Regions from separate parts of the Gossypium hirsutum genome. Here region 1 is linked to region 2. The links are chromatin contacts, called in public Hi-C maps. All regions are on one chromosome and are shown on one strand. The core of a region is the stretch at or near the end of the contact, and the rest is flanking DNA. Distances in the headings are between cores, read along the strand shown. Region 1 holds the start of LOC107950469 (probable trehalose-phosphate phosphatase J). Region 2 has its middle 16 kb from the start of LOC107950470.

Evidence for each region. A called contact is a pair of places that touch in the nucleus more often than the background predicts.
Region 1: a contact with region 2 is called in a Hi-C map of leaf, with 4 times the contacts expected there. The contact joins the promoter of LOC107950469 here to the enhancer-like site in region 2. A contact is called at or near these places in 19 of 34 Hi-C or Micro-C datasets (anther, callus, fibers and 4 more).

Annotation. Positions count from the first base shown.
Region 1 is chrD03:4,295,053-4,299,470 of Gossypium_hirsutum_v2.1, reverse strand. LOC107950469 (probable trehalose-phosphate phosphatase J) reads right to left here and starts at 2,993. Exons shown (of 10, transcript XM_041089642.1): 1 at 2,727-2,993; 2 at 2,348-2,592; 3 at 2,115-2,255; 4 at 1,859-2,023; 5 at 1,608-1,766; 6 at 1,443-1,520; 7 at 1,279-1,348; 8 at 914-984; 9 at 741-833; 10 at 371-656. The coding sequence starts at 2,730. The coding sequence ends at 588.
Region 2 is chrD03:4,227,637-4,231,723 of Gossypium_hirsutum_v2.1, reverse strand. No RefSeq gene overlaps it. Among protein-coding and RNA genes, the nearest start is that of LOC107950470, 16 kb to the right of the region's middle. Within about 2 kb of position 2,298, at least 2 of the 9 cell types and tissues checked have an H3K27ac peak or open chromatin away from gene starts, as enhancers often do. A contact at or near this core is called in leaf, where this site is marked.

The sequences.
Region 1 (4,418 bases), core at 1,744-4,243, 67 kb before region 2:
GCCAACTAAGTAAATATATCGTCGACAAATTAAAATGAATCCCACACATAAGCTCTCTCTTTTGAGTTTTTTTCCCTTAAAAGAACATTAATTAACATCAACTAAATTCGTAGATAAATGGATGTCAACCAAAACTTCAAACCAACTCGAGTCTTTTACCGATTAACAGTTGACTATTTAAAATATATTTATTTACATTTATAATACTTTGAAAAACATACCAATTTGCGTTTATGTGATAAAATCTCTTTTGTCCATGTTAGTTAAATTATTGATTTTCATTCGATATTAAATTCTAAAGTATCCAATTATATTATTTAAATCTAAAAATAGAAATATACTCGTATTAAACAAATACACATATGTAACATTAATCCGAAACCATTGCTTTTCTATGCATTAATAGACAAGTTATGAAGCTACAAGACTTAACCCTTTGTACCCCAACTAGTTACAAAGATGTACAAAGCTTTTATAATCATTTCTCTCATCTTAAAACAATAATTTTACTACTTTAATCTCACACCCCCCTTTACAATTTCTTTGCTAGGGTGCACAAATATATACTTCCACTATCTTATTTTCTTCTACATTCTCGACTGAGTTCTTAGAGATAATTCTTTCCATTCAACCAGACGTCGTAAAAAGTCCATGACCTACAAAAATATCCAAAAGAAAAATGAGTTGATCAAAAACCAACTGAACTAAAACTCGTGTTATTACAATAATTCAGAACTTACCTCATCTGGTTCTTGTAATGAATAGGATGCATTAGTGTCCTTGGGGAACTTGGATACAAGAATACCAAAACCTTGGCCTCTGTCCCTCAATATCTAAAAATGGAAATCAGACGTATTAACCTAAAATATCCACTGGGTTTCATAGGAAAAAAAAGTGCTTATTCATTGTATACCTTGAATGCATCTTCATCGGTCCGATCATCTCCGATATAAACGGGAAAGACATCGGTACAGTTAGCAAATCCTATAACACAAAAACACATTCACAACAATTAAGTAGTGATTAAAATATTTATTAGTGATCAGAGAATATCATGTTATTGTGTTCTATTTTTCTAGCATTACCAAATTTTTAATAAAGTAATGCCTTCTTGCCATGGCTGCTGTTTACTTTAAAAACTTTATGGATTTAGAAATATGATTAAGTAATATGAACACGCAGACACGAAGTGCACACGATTTTCAGGATCAAAGAACGTGTAATAAAAAATAATAATTTGGACAACTTTTTAAAGTAGAGAAAGAATGGAGAACTTACCAAGAGATTCTAACAAAAATTCAAGGGCTTTCCCTTTGTCCCATTTGATTGTAGGACGGATTTCCAAAACCTGCATGTTACGAAAAACAAATATAAGATATCAGTTTCGTAATTCATTGATAGACGTGTATGAACTTGTACTCGGTTAACACCAAATGGCTCACCTTTCGGCCTTGAGTTAGCCGAAGCTTGGGGTAGTCTTTTAAAACAGACTTCACTTGTTGTGCCAATTCACTCCATTTCTGTATTTTAAAACACAGCAAACAATCAGATGGTGGTACTGGTAATAAAGTTCAGTGATTTGTGATTTGCTGTTTTTCTTTTATTACCTTTTCATCAACACAACGGAAGTGTACTGAGAGACAAAACTTGTTGTTCTCCACTTTAGCACCTGGTGTTGATTTTGTAGTTTCAACCAACTGTTTATAAACCTCATCAATCATGGGAAGAAATTCACTAGCTGGTTGGAAAAGAACAGATTCAGTATCCTGTAAGAGTAACAAAGCAAGGTCAAAAAAATGTGGTTGGTTTCCAGTTTAACGCAATTGGTTCATGCAATAACGTGTACGACTTGACTCACTTTGTTAGATTTGGAACCTTTTTCAGGGCCTTTAATGTCCATGCCATGGCTTCCAGCATAGTATAGCTCAGCTAATTTGACAAAATTATACACCTTGTCCCTGCATCTGCCACTCACTATAGCTGTAGGGAAACATTTGGCTAGCTTTCTCACTGTCTTTCTCATCTGGTGTAATACAAAAAAAAAAAAAAAGGGAAATCAATGCTAAAAACAGCACAGGGAAAGTAGTCACTCGTCATATTAACAAACAGCTAACCTTCTTAGACATGAAAGCCCGATCTGGATCGGCTACGATTGGTGAAAGAGTGCCATCGTAATCAAGAAACATTACGATTTGTTTCCCTTTTGATGCATCGATTATCTGTTCGAACATATCTAGTGCTGATGGATGGTTTAGCTGAACAATTTAATCCAAAAAGGAAAAAGAAAATCAGAATCTTTATGAAAGGAAAAAAAAAGAAAAGAAAAAGAAAACCCATTTGAACTTACATTCCAGGAACCTTGATCATCAGCAATGGACGGTGCTGATTTCATATGAGTTGGAGAAGAAGCTCTCATGGAATCGACCCATGAATTAACTCTAGCTCCGGCATTGATTTCAAGGTTTTGAAGCAATTTCTTTCTGGAAATGGATATAAAACCAGGTGGTGCCGGTGGTTTCTGTGCTGATTTTGGATCAGAGACCATGTTTTGACCGGCGGCGATGTTCTTTGGTCTTTCTTCAATGAAACTCACTGCAATAAATAAGAACAAACCCAACATTCAAAACATTTTTAGTAAAGGTAAGATACCTTAAAAACCGAAGCACACATGTTTTGTTTTTTGTTTTCCCACTCCCCACCACCAAAAAAAAAAAACCCGAACTTACCCATTTTTGGAAATTAAGGTAATTAAAAGAAAATCTCAAAACCCAACAAGTGTTTGGTTGTTAATGTTAATGTAAGAGGAGAGAGTTCAAAATTCCAACCAGAGGAATTTACAGAGTACTCTGCTTTTTTTTCTTTTTTTTTTTTGAAACCCAAAGATTAAGGAACTGAAACAACAAAAAAAGAAGAACCCAAAGATTCGTGAAAAACAAGGAAAAAATGAAGGGAAAATATATGGAAGAGAGGAAGAGTGAAGGGAATGTATGTGAGTGAGACATGGAGGAGTTGAAGCTGGTTTTTATAAGCCAAAAAAAAAAAACCAGACATAAACGGACGACAACGAAACTCTTAGAAATATGTGGGACCCATCCTAGTTGTTGATTTTGGGGCCCATATTACAGAGAGAGAGAGAGCTGGTTTTTTTTTTCTGAGGAAGGTAATTAATCTGCTTTTTTTTAATTGGCTGCTAGTGGTCAAGCCACGTGGAAGACATTGGTTGGGATGATACACATGATGTGGGTTTCTGACACGTGGATAACCAAGTCACATGTTAGACCCACTGGATTATGGGAGATGTATTTTACTATTTTTGTTTTAATTGGATCCTATTTGGGTGGATTTTGGATCCACCAGCGACCAACTTGTCTTGAAATGTTAAAATTGAAATTATGGAGCTTTACCATGAAATTTCTTCATTTTTTTCCTCGGGAGTAGGGAGAGAGAGTGTGTGTTAGGGATTGAAAAAACATTCGATCCACTTCCACATAACTCGATTTGCTAGTATTAAACATTTTTTTTTGAAATTAAGTGTCAAGGTGGGACTGGACATATTGAGATTGAATCGAGTTTCGAAAAAAACCCATCTAATCTCCTCCTATGTAAATTACTCAAATACTCTTATATAATATTTGTTTAAAATATGCGATAATGACAAATAAATATTGAGTAAAGTGGTAAGGTAGATTTCATTTTTTATGAGAAAATAAAAGTTTTAGCGTTGAATATGATATTATTGAGAAGGAGAGTTGAAAACAAACTCTAAATATAAATAGTAAAATAAACATTGAGTATATATAAAAAATATATTAATATTTACTCTAATATACCTAGAAAAGAATTAATAAAAAATTAACAAATATTCTTCCATTGTGATGAAAATATTTAAAAATTTAAAAGATGTGATATATCAAGTCGGGCTAAAAATCAGGTATATCTTTGGTTTTTTAGGTTAAGTAAATTAATATCTAATTCAAGATATGAATATTTCAGGAAATACATCCTATTGCCATCCCTAAACTTATAGTATGCTATAATCAAGTCATAACTAAATTCAGAATCGAGAAAATTTTAAAATTTTGTTTGAGGGACATCAATTTTTTTTATAAACATATAATAAATTTATAATGTATACATGATTGGGGGGCATTTGCTATTTCAATGCCCCTTGTATGCAAATGCAAAACTAACAACTTAAAGACAAAACCCACCCTGTTAAGCAAAACCAGCTGCGAACAGTACACTGAATGATGAATATATTTCTGGCCTTTCAAAGTTGATAAAAGTCAATTTCCTCAATTTTTTTTTCTATAAAGGATCATGAAATTTACATGAATTTTTATTCAATTATATGTTAATTCATTGTGGGGTAACTTGTAAAAATTGATATATTTACTATAAACCTAACCCTTATTTAT
Region 2 (4,087 bases), core at 1,049-3,548:
GCTGTTTATCTAGACTTATTGTTTGTGAGATGTAAGGAAGAAAAGGGCAATGTTGCTCCATTGTTTGTCCAAATTCCAAATGAAATTAGATACGGGTTGCATTAATATTAAATATTGAGCGCAATGGTAAAATATATTTTATTCTTAAGAAGAGAATTTAAATTTGAATTGTGAAGATAATATTATTGAGAGAGGCAATTACAAATCTTGTAAGAATTAATTTTCTTAAACCGTATATATGAGTTAACATGATTAGATATCTTTCGTTATCTCCCCATATTCTTGCTTTGAATGGTTAAACAACGAGGATGATAGACAATGAAATGGTCAAAAGAAGAGAGCTTAGAACTGTCATAAAGACATAAAATTTTAGTCCCACAAAGACAAGCAAATGTAAAAGAATGGGTGAATAGAATATGATTCAGTGTATATATGACATCCCAAGTTGTCCAGAGGAAAAAAAAAACAAAACAAAACTAGCAGTCACATTGTAAGAAACGAGCCAAAATATATGCTATAATGATTAAAGAAACCTTTTTTAAGATTATTTTTTTGGCCTTTTTCTTGTTCTGACTAAATTAATTAACTATTTTGGGCAAAAACGTCTACAATTGAGCTTTGAAAATTCTAAGTCCAAAGAATGCTCAACAAGGCGTGACTAAAGGTTTTGGTCCTCTCCCACTCCTAGGGACATTACCTTTCCCACAAGGAAAAAAGAAAATGAGATTCTCATCATTGGTGTTTTCTAAATGTGGGTGTTTGAAAGTTTGATTAAAACTCATCAAAATAATTGAATCAATCGATTTAAATTTCGTTAAGTTAATTATCGATTAATTAGAGAAAAACAAGTAGAATGATTAACTCGAATCGATTTCTATCTTAATTTGAATTAACTGAGTTTAAAATATATATTAAATTTATAACTTTTAAAAACATATAAATCCAAACACAATCCTTTACCTAAATTCAAAACCCAATTATAATTACTAATTTCCTACACACTATCCAAAAATTGAATCCAATTAATAAATTATACATATTACTCAAAAATGAAACCCAAAAGTATTAAAATATGTTACCTTTAAATAAGTATATGTGTTCTAAATCCGTAGTTTCCGCACGCATAATATGGTAAAATTTATAGTTATTGTTATCCTCAAATCTGAAAAATATTTTTTTTTTTATTTTTTATTCTTATGAAATAGTCAATTTTTTTATTACCAAAGTAAATATAAAATCAATTTGGTCACATACTTAAATAATAGTCTAGATAAATAACTTAAATTAATAACTTAATAATTTCGCAATAAAAATAAAGAAATAGGAAATAATGTCAATTAACCAACCAAAAGAAACCCCATGTGATAGCCTAATGGTCAAGGGTATTCATCATCCTAGGTGTGGCCTGGATTCAAGTCGCGCTAGTCGCATTGGTTGTTCGGGATTTACCCTATTATTGTAATTCAACAAAAAAAAATCCAATTTAATTTTGTCAAAGTCGATTCAATTTTGATTTTCTTTAAGTAAAAAAAAACATTTCAGTCATTTTTCGAGTTTTTTTGGATCCAACTAATCAATTGTCACTTTTGTAGTGTTTATATCAACTCTTTAAATTAATTTGTAAAGACTTGAACTTATTAAAAGCATTATTTTTATAATCGAATTAGATCATATCAACTTGTTGAATTGAAAATTAATTATGGTATCAGTCTAGAAAAATATTAAATCGATTTATCCGTAAATAGATTGAACTCATTAAATTGAATAATCAAATCAATTAAACTGATTAAATTGATCAAATTAAAAATTGATGATTTGACCAGTTTAATCACCAATCAAATTTTAAAAACCTTACCTTACATTTATTGTGAAGTTATTAAGCTATTAATTTAGATGCTCCAACAGGCCCTAACTACAGCGACTAGCTAGTTTAAGGGTTGCCCAATGGAGTCAGATATTGGAAATTGAATAACTTTTAGCCCAAAGTATAATCACAAAGGAAGATAAGTAGGTTCATGTGGTGTAGTTATGATATTATATATTTTCAAATTTCTTTTTAATGACATAATAATGTTTAAAGTGTAACTATTGGCAAAGACTGAAGTTTTGGGACTTCAGATTAATTTAAGGTTAAGTTTTAATATTTAAAAGGACCAATTTGCTTAATATCAATTTTGAAAGGGACTAGAAAAATGTTTTTACCAAATTATTCAGATTTTGGGCCTTATGTAGAATAGGATTGATATTAGTCAATGAGAAATTTTGGGCCTTCAGGATGACTTGAAAATAATGAGGAGAGCAGGGCCGGCCCAAAACATAAGTCCACACTTATAATGAATTTGATAATTTTAAACCCAAATAAACACATCTTGATTGAATCACAAGTGAAGCGACAAATAACTTTAAAAAGTTACTGAATTGTTCAAAAGTTTTTATTTAAGTCACTAGATTGTTAAGCTATTTTTTTTCTTAAAGTCCGGCTAGTAAGCTCCAAGCGACGGTTTGACGATTAATACACTGGGTCAATACCGGTCGACGAGTAGAAGAACATACCTTAGATCTAAGTCAACCTGACTATCAATATCGAAGATTAGAGAAAAAAAACTATTTGGATCTTGGTTCGCAGGTTCGTGACGTTCAAAGTTATTTCATGAAAAAAAAACTAAATTATAAAATAGAAGGAGAATGAGAGCTTTTGACTGGTGCAGGCGGTGCGAACAAAGAAGGCCATACAACAACGATTTTAATAGTTCAATGACTTGAATGAAAATTTTCAAATCGTTCAATGACCATTTTACAACTTTTTAAAGTTGAGTGACTAAAACATAAACTTACTAATAATTTAATGGCGTTGGGTGTAATTGACCCTAAAATATTTATACAAATGTAGAGATAAAAACACTTTAATAAATAATAATGATTAGGAATTAGTGTTACATGTGTATCATAACCAATCATTGATCTATAACACAAACCAATTACTTGGCAAAATGAACAATCCTAGTAATAGCAAAAGTGACCCAACAAATTTATTTTCTCCAACCACACCAACTCCCACATGGTAAAGACAAAACAGGTGGTTGGGTTGGTTGAGGGTTTCAACTTCAAACACACCAAATTTAGCTGTGCATCACATGTAAAAAGCCCATCACTTATCTTTTGTTTCCTTTGCAGGACATCGTTCCACAGATCATTTCCATGGTTTTTTTTGCTTTTTGGGTATCATGTAATGTTTGGTCTCTCTTCACTTTAGATACTTGTGGAATTTTTATAAAAGCATTCATTACAATCCATGGTGTTAAAAAAACTAGCCCCACTTTTCTTAATTGGTTTGAGTATACTTTAAAGGTATTTTGATGGGGAATGTTTGATTACTTTTATTTACATTAATTAATATATTTATGCTATTCTCGTTAATTGGGTTAAAATGTAATATTTTGATATTTGTTTAACGGAATATAAGATTATTTAAATATACATTTTATTAAATTGTTTTTAATTATAAATAAAGATAAAAAGGAAAAGAAAAAAGAAAAATTATTAAATTATGATGAGAGTGAAACTGAGCTTTGGAAATTTTTTTAAAAATAATAATATGTAAAATGTTCAATTTTTTAAACTAGTTTATAATTAAACAATGAAAGAAGCAATTATAGTAATATGAATTTATTAACCCTATTTTTAGGGGGAAAAAAGGAAAGATTAAGGAAGGAAAAGACCTTTTTCCCCTTCACTCCCAATCTAAACATAGTCCAACGGTAATTATTTGGAAAGTTTTTATTCCATAAGCAGGGTTGATATTTTGCCACAATGTCTTTAGAGGTGGCGCCCGAGAAAGGTTGGCAACAGCCTCGACCTCCTTAAAATGGAAAATTAGTTTTTGCTTTATAAATTTTATAAAATTTTAAAATAGTACATGGTGAAACTGTACTTTGACTCCCTAAAAATGATAAAATTTTAATTTAGTCTTTTAAAAAATTATAAAGATATAAACCATTAAAATTTTGAAATTACATTTTAGCTCTCATAAAAATATACAACTAAAATCCGTCCAAAAAAATATTTTTAGCTTCACTCATGCATGCCT